Linked DNA regions of Macaca mulatta: region 2 is linked to region 1. Evidence: chromatin contacts called from public Hi-C data. All regions are on one chromosome and are shown on one strand. The core of a region is the stretch at or near the end of the contact, and the rest is flanking DNA. Distances in the headings are between cores, read along the strand shown. Region 1 holds the start of SUOX (sulfite oxidase). Region 2 holds the start of PA2G4 (proliferation-associated 2G4).

The links. A called contact is a pair of places that touch in the nucleus more often than the background predicts.
Region 2: a contact with region 1 is called in a Hi-C map of liver, with 2.9 times the contacts expected there. The contact joins the promoter of PA2G4 here to the promoter of SUOX in region 1. A contact is called at or near these places in 2 of 14 Hi-C or Micro-C datasets (fetal cortex germinal zone and liver).

The regions. Positions count from the first base shown.
Region 1 is chr11:63,140,883-63,146,218 of T2T-MMU8v2.0, forward strand. It overlaps SUOX (sulfite oxidase), which reads left to right and starts at 3,479. Exons shown (of 8, transcript XM_077954488.1): 1 at 3,479-3,544; 2 at 3,820-3,928. RAB5B (RAB5B, member RAS oncogene family) reads left to right here. Exons shown (of 7, transcript XM_077954493.1): 7 at 2,727-2,889.
Region 2 is chr11:63,252,188-63,257,742 of T2T-MMU8v2.0, forward strand. It overlaps PA2G4 (proliferation-associated 2G4), which reads left to right and starts at 2,423. Exons shown (of 14, transcript XM_015151941.3): 1 at 2,423-2,706; 2 at 4,456-4,584; 3 at 4,864-4,969; 4 at 5,063-5,132; 5 at 5,420-5,512. The coding sequence starts at 2,619. It overlaps ERBB3 (erb-b2 receptor tyrosine kinase 3), which reads left to right. Exons shown (of 27, transcript XM_077954497.1): 27 at 1-1,388.

The DNA of each region.
Region 1 (5,336 bases), core at 2,229-4,728:
CATACCACCTGTTCCTGTGGACAGGGAATGACCAGCACTGAAGGTACCTTACAACTGGCTCATATTATCAGAGGACCTTGGTCCTTTCTGAATCTCTAGTCTCTCTTCATATCCCTTATCAGGTGTTTTAAGATGTCTCTGAGAAGCCATCAAGGCAAAAGAGAACTTTAAGTTCCTTGTTCCAGCCTAGAGTTTTGGGAAAGAAAGAAAGAGAAAGGAAAGGTCACAGTGACCTAGGATTGGAACCTTTTTGCTGTTCTGGCTTGCAGACTACCTTCTATCCCAAAACAGCTGAGAAATCTGTGAAGCTGAGATTCTGAAGGACCCAGCTTAGTTTCTTCCACTTAGGCCTCAATTCCCTTCCTTTTCCAGGGGCAGCCTTAGTTCCCATGGCCCTGAAACACACACATTTCCCCCTTCCTTTCCCAGAAGCCACTGACCCCCCCAAAGCACCCAGTGCATCTGTTTTACAAGTGGAAGAACTAGGATGGCTTTCTAAAGTCTCCTAGAAATGAAGTTCTTTCTCTGTGCAGCTTTACCCCATGGAGCAGAGTGAAGATGTTTCATTGTCTTGGGGCTGGGAAACCACTTCCCCAGGCTTCTCCCTCCCCCACCCCCATAGGAAAAGGATTTGGCCTTAGCTTCTGGGCCTATCGGCTGCCTTCCCTCTACTTCCTACCACCTCTTCTGCCTTCCTTTGAGCTCTGTTGGGCTTGGGGATCTTAGTTTATTTTTTTGTATTATTTCCCAGCTCATTTTTTTCTTCTGGTCAGTTTTTTTAAGGGGGGGTGTTTTGGTTTTTTGTTTTTGTTTCGCTTCTAAGAAAGCATTTGCCTTTCTTCCTCTCCCAACATAACAATCGTGGTAACAGAATGCGACTGCTGATTTACCGATGTATTTAATGTAAGTAAAAAAAGGAAAAAAAGAAAAGGGCATTGGAGTGTTGCTTGCTTTTTTTTTTTTTTTTTTTTTTTTTTCTGTTTGTCAGATACTAGGAATTTGGAAGAAAGGATACCCGGTAATGTTTTACTGAATCAGAAACACACCTTGCCCTGCATCTTGATACATCCTTATTCCCTTTAATCTTTTCTTAAACATCTAGTTTAGAAAATAGCCCTTCTATTGCTATTTAATCACTCCTATTCTAAGGCCACTAGATTGTTCATCAAATCAAACCCTATTATATCTTTTTAGGTCCTCATAATGGAATGTATATGTGTAGGGTGTGGTCTATGGATCTTTGGGCCCACTGATGAGATTGGAGGGGGGGTGCTATTTGAAGTAGTATACAAAAATGTATGTGCTTTTTTTGTTTTGTTTTGTTTTGTTTGAGACGGAGTCTCTGTCGCTAGGCTGGAGTGCAGTGGTGTGATCTTGGTTCCCAGCAATCTCCACCTCCCGAGTTCAAGTGATTCTCCTGCCTCAGCTTCCTGATCCCTGAGTAGCTGGGATTACAGGCACGCACCAACACACCCAGCTAATTTTTGTATTTTTAGTAGAGACGGGGTTTCACCACGTTGGTCAGGCTGGTCTCGAACTCCTGACCTCGTGATCCATCCACCTTGGCCTCCCAAAGTGCTGGGATTATGGGCGTGAGCCACTGACCCTGGCCGTATGTGCATATTTCTAGGATCCATTTCTATATGTTTCTCAAAGGGGTCCATGGCCTAAAGGTTGAAAAACATCACTGAATTAGTTTTTTTGGTTCATCTTGTAGCTTCTGCCTCAACGGGAAAATTTCCCTTGGATCTGCTCTTGACTCCTAGTGTACTTCAGACCCTTCAGTCCATCACAGTCTAAAGGTTGAGGGAAGGGGGATGAAATAGAATTATGTGTGGTTGCCGGAGGCTTTAAATTCCAAAGAATCTGAAGGAGGATAGGAAAGAGGACTGGTGCCAGACAAAGCTGGCATTCTAGGCCTGTCTCTGTCAACTTACCAACTGTGGCCTTGATCAAGTTAGTGCTTTCTGCCTCGTTTCTTCATCTGTAAAATAAAAGCTGAAGATTAAGGTCAATTATGTAAAGCATGTGTGTAACACAAAAGTAGACGACACTATTAGGAAGGAGGCTTTTAGATAATCCCTAATTGACTTCTCTATATCTTCCTTTGGCTGAGACTTTTTTTTCTAGGTTGAAGCTTGTTCTCTCTCTCTCTCTCTCTCTCTCTCTATATATATATATATATATATATATATTTTTTTTTTTTTTTTTTTTTTTTTTAACAACTGGTAGAATAGTAGGATAGGTTGGGCATCAGCCTCTTCCAATGATTTGATTGTATACAGATTGAAATCCTTTCTATTTCCAAACACTTAAGAGCCAAAGCCAACTTTTCACTGTCGGTTCCCTTACCTTATATCTCTTAGTAATACCCCACACCTCCGTTCCCTGATTCCTGGTAAAAGCTCTAGTTGGAGAGAGGAAAGGAAAGGAAATGATCTTTCAAAATTAAAGGTGAACACCTTCACTTAAACTAATTAAAATTGTATCTCCACCCCCTGGCCTGTAGAGGGCAGTGTAAGGATACATTTGTCCGGGTTAGGGGACTAGGTTTGATAAATTTTGTCCCGCATCAAATGACAAAAGGGTAATAGAAAATGTATTATATTTGTGCCCCTTACTTTGAGATAAGAGACTACAACCTTCATACTTCGGGGTGTTAAGCTGCCATTGCTCTTGTTAAGAGGCAGTTTGTTTTAGAGATGGGGTCTTGCTCTGTTGTCCAGGCAGGAGTGCAGTGCCGCGATCTTGGCTCAGTGCAACCTCGAACTCCTGGGCTTAAGCGATCCTCCCGCCTCAGCCTGCCGAGTACTGGGACTACGGGCGCGTACCACCAAGGGGCGATTATTATTATTTTTTTTTCTATGCAAAATAAAAGATGGCTATTCAGTGTTGTTGGTTCATTTTTGTTTGGGGAGAAATTCGACTAGCCCAAGGAATCTCAAATTCTTGGAACCACTATTATTGGCATTTCTGTTCTCATTCCTGGAATATAAGAATTGAGCGACTGACCTTGCTTTCTCTAAAAGATAAACAGGGTGGTTGTAGTTGCAACAGGGTAGATAGAGGTATGTACCCTGGGGTTAATTAAAGTGGAGATGACAGCCGGAAGAAACTGGACTGGATCCCGAGGCCTCCTCCAGGGAGGGGCGGTAGGGGCGACTCAAAATCTCCCACCTCTCAGCGCAACTTTTGGATTCCTCGTCACCTTCCACACTGCCCGAGCTCCGGACATACAGCCCCGGTGCACGAGGGTCCCATTCTTTGCACACCAGGGGTATAATGGACTCTGGACTGTTGCGAGAGTGACAGCAAAAAGCCAGCCTCTTCTCCGAAGCTTCTTGGCAACCTGCCTGTCTCGGCTCCAGGAGGCGGGTTTCAGCCAATGGCTGAGCCACTCGCTTCCAACCAATGGCTGAGGGGTTGAGCTGAGGGGAATGAGTGGTCCCTTACTGCAGCGGGACGCAACGGCGCTGGCCCCGCCCCTCGAGAACTCGCTGAGAGCTGGGCTGGTAAAATTGCATTACAGAGGACACTGGACTCGGTAAGGAGGCTGGGGGTGGGAAAGAAGCTGGGGAGGAAGGGCTGCTGAGCTGGGCAGCGGAGGGGGCATTGGTGTCCAGCTGTGCTCCGAACCTCGAGGGCAACAAAACTATCAGTACCTGCCTCCACTCTCTCTGTCTGGGTGCTCTTGAGATCGCGGGGTGTTGCCACAAGACCCTTTTGTGCCTGGATGTCGGACGTATCTTCCTACCTAATGTGCCCGTGGGGAGTGAGGGGTCATCACCTGCACCAACGGGTGGCATTTCTGTATTACAGCAAAAGGCTGTCCCTCCCAAACCTGGGATTCTGGGTTGACTGAGTTCACCTACGAGTCAGCACTACCTGCACTGCTCTGGTCTAGTACAAACAGGCTGCTGGCATTGAGGTAGGTGGCAGAGAGAGTAAGGGTCCCTTGGCCTAGGGGCAAGGTGAAGACTGCTCCTATTCCCATCTCTAGGTTTCTTCGCCTCCCTACCCACGACCCACCCACCCCGACACATTGGTCTCCAGCATCTCATCAGCAGTTTAGACATTTCTCACTACTCCTCACTCCGGCCCTGCTGGGTCAGTGCTCTCTGTTCAGCAATGTGAGGAAGAAACTGTTACCGGGCAGAAGGCAGAAAAATTACTTTCCTTCTTCAGCCTGCCCCTGACACTCTGGCCAATAATTCCTCAATTTGCTGAGCTCACTACAGTGGCATAGACAAGATTGAGGTGGTCCGGGACCCTGGGTTGGGGTCCAGTTCCTAGCTGGGTTCAATTTAATTTTTTTAGGGTAAATGGGGGGAGAGTTGGGGACTGAAAGGCCTTCAAAGACAATGTTATTATAGTAGTCTCCCCTTATCCAAGGTTGTGTTTTCCTGAGTTTCAGTTAGCCATGGTCAACCGCTTGGAAAATAGGTGAACACAGTTCAATAAGATATTTTGAGGCTGGGAGTGGTGGCTCATGCCTGTAATAATCCCAGGACTTTGTGAGGCCAAGTTTGAAGGATCACTTGAACCCAGGAGTTTGAGACCAGCCTGGGCAACATAGTAAGACCTCATCTCTACAAAAAAAAAAAAAAAAAAGCCATGCATGGTGGCTCATGCCTGTGGTCCCAGCTACTCAGGAGGTTGAGGCAGGAGGATGGCTTGAGCCCAGAAGTTTGAGGCTGTAATGAGCTGAGATCACACCACTGCACTCCAGCCTGGGCAACAGAGCGAGACCCTGTCGGGGGCAGGGGAGGGTAGGGGAAGCCAGACAGTGGCTTATGCCTGTAAACCCAGCACTTTGGGGGCTGAGGCAGCAAGAGGCCAGGAGTTCAAGACCAGCCCTGACAACATAGTGAGACTCCCATGTCTACAGAAAAATTAGCCAGGCTTGGTGACACACGCTTGTAGTCCCAGCTAGTGGGGAGGCTGAGGCAGGAGGATGGCTTGAGCCCAGGAGGTTGAAGCTGCAGTGAGCCATGATTGACACTTGCTCCATCACCCAGGCTTTTTTTTTTTTTTTTTTTTTTTTTTTGAGACCAGGTCTGGAGACCTATTGACCTATTGCCCAGGCTGGAGTACGGTGGTGCCATCATGACTCATTGCAGTCTCGACCTCCTGGGCTCAAGCCATCCTCTCATCTCAGCACTCCTCTCCTCACCACCCCAGTAACTGAGACTACAGACAGGCATCACCATGCCCAACTAATTTGTTTTTTTTTTCTAGAGACACAGTCTCACTATGTTGCCCAAGCTGGTCTTGAACTCCTGGGGTCAAGTGATCCTCCTTCCGTGGCCTCCCAAAATGTTGGGATTATAGGCATG
Region 2 (5,555 bases), core at 1,173-3,672, 110 kb after region 1:
TTTAGAGGGTACCCTCTTCTCCCTATTCCCTCTCTCTCCCAGGTCCCAGCCCCTTTTCCCCAGTCCCAGACAATTCCATTCAACCTTTGGAGGCTTTTAAACATTTTGACACAAAATTCTTATGGTATGTAGCCAGCTGTGCACTTTCTTCTCTTTCCCAACCCCAGGAAAGGAGGTTTTCCTTATTTTGTGTGCTTTCCCAGTCCCATTCCTCAGCTTCTTCACAGGCACTCCTGGAGATATGAAGGATTACTCTCCATATCCCTTCCTCTCAGGCTCTGACTACTTGGAACTAGGCTCTTATGTGTGCCTTTGTTTCCCATCAGACTGTCAAGAAGAGGAAAGGGAGGAAACCTAGCAGAGGAAAGTGTAATTTTGGTTTATGACTCTTAACCCCTTAGAAAGACAGAAGCTTAAAATCTGTGAAGAAAGAGGTTAGGAGTAGATATTGATTACTATTATAATAATTCAGCACTTAACTATGAGCCAGGCATCATACTAAACTTCACCTACGTTATCTCACTTAGTCCTTTATCATCCTTACAACAATTCTGTGACATAGATATTATCTCATTTCACAAAAAGGGAAGTCGGGCATGGTGGCTCATGCCTGTAATCCCAGCACTTTGGGAGGCTGAGGCGGAAGGATTACCTGAGGCAAGGAGTTTGAGACCAGCCTAGCCAACATGGTAAGACCCCATCTCTTAAAAAACAAAAAAAAAGCAGCAGCAAAAAAAACTTTAGAACTGGGCGCTGTGGCTCATGCCTGCAATCCCAGCCCTTTGGGAGGCTGAGATGGAAAGATCACTTGAGCCCAGAATTAGAGACAAGCCTATGGAAACATAACAAGACCCCGTCTCTACAGGGAAAAAAAAAAAAAAAAGAAACTGAGCCTTAAAGAGATGAAATAAATTAAGCAGTAGGTCCAGGATGCAAAATCCTCCCAATTCCTGTGCATGTGCTCTTACTGTAAGGTGCCAAGGAAAACTGATTTAAGTCACAGCCCTTGTTTACGGGGCACCGTTTCTTGTTTTTGCACTGAATCAAGTCTAACCCCAACAGCCACATCCTCCTCCTATACCCAGACATCTCGTCTCAGGAAGTGGTGGTGGGGGTAGTCAGAAGGAAAAATAACTGGACATCTTTGTGTAAACCATAATCCACATGTGCTGTATATGATCTTCACTCCTTATCCCCAAGATCCCCTTTTAGAAGCCCTTCTCATCTAGCAGTGAGAAGCTTCCAGGTAGGACAGAAAGAAGATCCAGCTTCAGCTTCACACCTCTGTCCCCTTGGATGGGGAACTGAGGGAAAATGTCTGTTGTATCACTGAAGTTTTTTGTTTTGTTTTTATACATGTCTGAATAAAAATGCCAAAGTTTTTTTCAGCTTCCTGTCTGTCAAGTGAAAACATTTCGTATAAGAGATCTGCTCCTCAGCAGTGGATAGTCACCTTTCTGTCTTCTGACAGTGCTACTCTGTCCCATGTAGATTTCTCTAGTCCTACTATTACTTGGTATTTCTTTAGAACAAGCATAGCGCATAGTCCTTTTCATTAAGGGTTTTAGTAGAAATCTACAAGGCAACCAATTGGGAATAACAAAAAGAACCCACGTGCTTGAAGATTTATAAAAAGCCCTATACGTGTCCAGTCTCCTTCAGAGGCCAAATACTGAAACCTCCAGATGCTTCTGAATTCATTATCTTAGAAAAGTCACCAAATCTTTTTATTTTTTCACGGTAAGAACTCTCAACAAACATGTCTTTCTGAACACTTCCCTTAGGTGCCCCATCCAGGTGCCTGTTATTGGAACAATAATGTCATGTTACTTCATTAGGAGTCCGGCCTCTAGATTACGAGGCCTTTAAATGGATGATCCCTCCGGTGTCCGGCTGCGCAGCTGGCCCCCGTTCCCAGCACCCTTGGTCTTCTTCCACCTGTCTGCCCCTCCCTGTTCTCCCAGCTTCGGAGGACGACTGAACCGGCTGGGCGGGTTTCGCCAGCCGACCCAAGTATCCGAGGAAGGGCGCACCCAGCCTCCCCGCCCTAGGTGCAGACACTGCCCACCCGCCGCGGCTCCACTCTACTCCACCCCTGCTCGCTCGACTCTAAACCTATTTCCCCGCCGTAGCTCCGCCCCTCTTCCCTCAGCCCGCCCCTCTGTTACTGGCTTTCGCACAGCGTTCTCGGTGGAAGTGGTTTTTCCGGGAGAGACCACGCTTCCCCTCAAGCTCCCCAACGGCTCCGCCTTCCCGCCGGAGCCTGACCCTTCCCAGCGTGCCCGGCGATTCCGGCGTGCGAGGCCCTTGGAGGGCAAGGCCCCAGGGCCTGGCTTAGGAGCGTGAGCGGCAGGCTGGGAATTGTAGTTCGAAAGCCCTCGAGGGCGGCTAAAGGCTGGCGGTGGAGAGGACTAGTTTTCCCAGCGTGCCCTGCGCCTCAGCCCGCGCGCTCACAGCTTCTCGCTCTCGCCTGCCTGCCTGCTCCCTTGCTTGCTCGCGCTTTCGCTCGCCCTCTCCTCGAGGATCGAGGGGACTCTGGCCACAGCCTGTGGCTGGGAAGGGAGACAGAGGCGGCGGCGGCTCAGGGGAAACGAGGCTGCAGTGGTGGTAGTAGGAAGATGTCGGGCGAGGACGAGCAGCAGGAGCAAACTATCGCCGAGGACCTGGTCGTGACCAAGTATAAGATGGGGGGCGACATCGCCAACAGTGAGTGCGACCTCGGGGGTCGGGGAATCAAGGCTGACAGGGAAAGGTGCCAGGCTGGCCCTGAAGGGGCTGGAGCGGAGGGGTCATGCGAACTGAGCTACTGAGGGGCCCGCACCAGTCCGCTGGGGGCGGCGTGGTGGGAAGACCCGGTGTCGCTCCTGGGACCTGAGCGGCCAGGCCCAGGCTGAAGTCTATGGAGGTGCGGGTCGGCGACCGGGATGAGCGGAGAGAGGGTAACCTGGCAGGCTCCGACCCGAGGCCGTTTGTTAGGAGGCAAGACGTGTTTTCTCTTGTTCCTATCCTTCATTCCCGATTTCTGCTTCCTCTGATTCTGGCAACGGCGAGGCCACCTCGAAAAGGAAGCGCCCAGCTATTGGCGACAGAAGCGCCCCTCTGTTTTTGTCGCGTCTGCGGGGCGTCAGGAGCCGAGCCGGCACGTGTTGCTGGGTCCCCTTGCGGATGGCTGGCCCCCTTCTTCCTCCAGTACTGTCCCTGACACCAGCTTCCCCACCACGTGCTTTGCTGGAGCCTTTCCTTCTTCAGCTCTTACCCTGGTGGGGGCCCCCTTCTACCCTTGGGCCAGCTAAGGGGACCGTTGGAGAGCACTCCTGGAGCTTCTAACACAAGTTTTGGAGATATATATGGCTTTTCTTGAAGTTACTCATTATTACTACCTTTCCAATCTGTGCAGATAGCCTTAGTTAGCATTCACATTTGTTGTTCAAAGTGACTTGACAACTCAAATGTTTTGGGGTCTCCGTCTTATCCCAACTAGGCAAGCTTGCGAACATTACTGGAAAAGGGAGGACTGATTTTAGGATTTTCACAAGTCATCCTTATTCCAGCTGTGCTCTGAGGATCTCAGCAGTTGCCTGCCACTCTAGGCGATGTCACTTTCTCTTTTCTCTCTTTCTAGTTAGCCTTTCCATTTTATTTAAAACCCAGTTAGGGAGATACAAACTGCTTGTCATTGTGTTTTTAAATGGTTTTAACAGCAAAGATGGTGGGAAAGAGGTATTTAGGATGCCTCCCATCCTGTGGGTGAAAATCTGAGTTTTACCCGCTTTCAAAGAATCACCAAAACTGAGATTTCAAAACTCAAACCTGTGCTTTATATCACAGTGGACATTTAGTATAGTACCCTGGTTTTGGTGCCTTTTAGTATTTGAGATACTAGGGATTTGAATCAGAAAATCCCTTTCTTACAGTTTATAACTTTGGCCTCATATTTCTTTGAGATAAGCCATGATCCCCCAAAATGAAACCCAGGGACCTTAGATTAAGTCCCCTTGGCTTATACACTTGTTTATGAGGAATTAAGTCTACATAGATTGAGATTCCTAACACCTAATTAGAGTGTCTGAGAAAGGAAGGCGGTAACATTTAACAGTGCTTCAGCTTCGAGTCAGCAATTCTGTCTACATTCCTGTCCCTGATGCCTATAAATTTCATCTAGTCTTTCCATGTATGTGGGGATACCATGGCAAGAACTCTCTGAAGTTCATAACTCTGTCCTGTCACACCAAAGGTAGCATCTTTGGAAAGTCCGAGGCCTTGCCTAAGGAGATGGATTGCATATACCCAGTTGTCACATAATGTAAGGAAGAGAAGGGAATGTTGACCTTTCAGCCTCAGGGCAATGGCACTAGGGAGCATTAGAAACTCTTAAGTTCAACTTCCAGGTATTCCTTGGGAGGTAACTAGACAATGAATACATACAAGGCTGACATGATGGGATTCTGTCCTCAGGGGTACTTCGGTCCTTGGTGGAAGCATCTAGCTCGGGTGTGTCGGTACTGAGCCTGTGTGAGAAAGGTGATGCCATGATTATGGAAGAAACAGGGAAAATCTTCAAGAAAGAAAAGGAAATGAAGAAAGGTAAAAAAAAAAAAAAAAAATCCCTCACTAATTTCCTGTTTGACCCTTATTTGGTCCTATATGTTTTTATTTTTTTCACTGTAATGATGCAGTCCCCACCCTGGCTCTGGCTGAGATATTTGGAAATTTGGAATGACAAGTGGGATATAAGCAGTTTCCTACCTAATACAAACTGATGAAACTTAAGCAAGACCCTGAAAAAATCCTTCCACTCTTCTGAAGGGCACTAGGGCTTCTGGGAGACAGCAAGGCAGTAGGCTGATGATTTTTTCTTTACAGGTATTGCTTTTCCCACCAGCATTTCGGTAAATAACTGTGTATGTCACTTCTCCCCTTTGAAGAGCGACCAGGATTATATTCTCAAGGAAGGTGACTTGGTAAAAATGTAAGGTTAAACCGTTTTAAAGCATTTTTCTTTTTTTAAAGCATTTACAAAATGCCGGTTCCTAATGCAGTACACTCTGATCTTGCCTTTCAGTGACCTTGGGGTCCATGTGGATGGCTTCATCGCTAATGTAGCACATACTTTTGTGGTTGGTGTAGCTCAGGTAGGTGGCCTGCTTTTGATCTCTGTTCAGCCTTGGGGGTGTAGGGAATGCACCGCTATTTCCTTCTTATTCCCACCCCCAATCACCACGCAGGTCAAGAGAGTGTCTAGAGAAGCAAAAGGAGGAAGGCTTTTTGTTGTTGTTGTTGTTGTTGTTGTTGTTGTTGCTGTTTTTACCCTCCTGTTCATTGGCTGGCCTTCGCATATGGGTTCACAGATATTAACCAGATAGCCAGCTGAGTTAACAAACTTTCCAGGAAGATACTGATTGCATGTCCTTATCTACAGGGGACCCAAGTAACAGGGAGGAAAGCAGATGTTATTAAGGCAGCTCACCTTTGTGCTGAAGCTGCCCTACGCCTGGTCAAACCTGGAAATCAGGTAAGCTATTTTATCCAGTTCCAAAGCTTGGTTCAACTCAAAC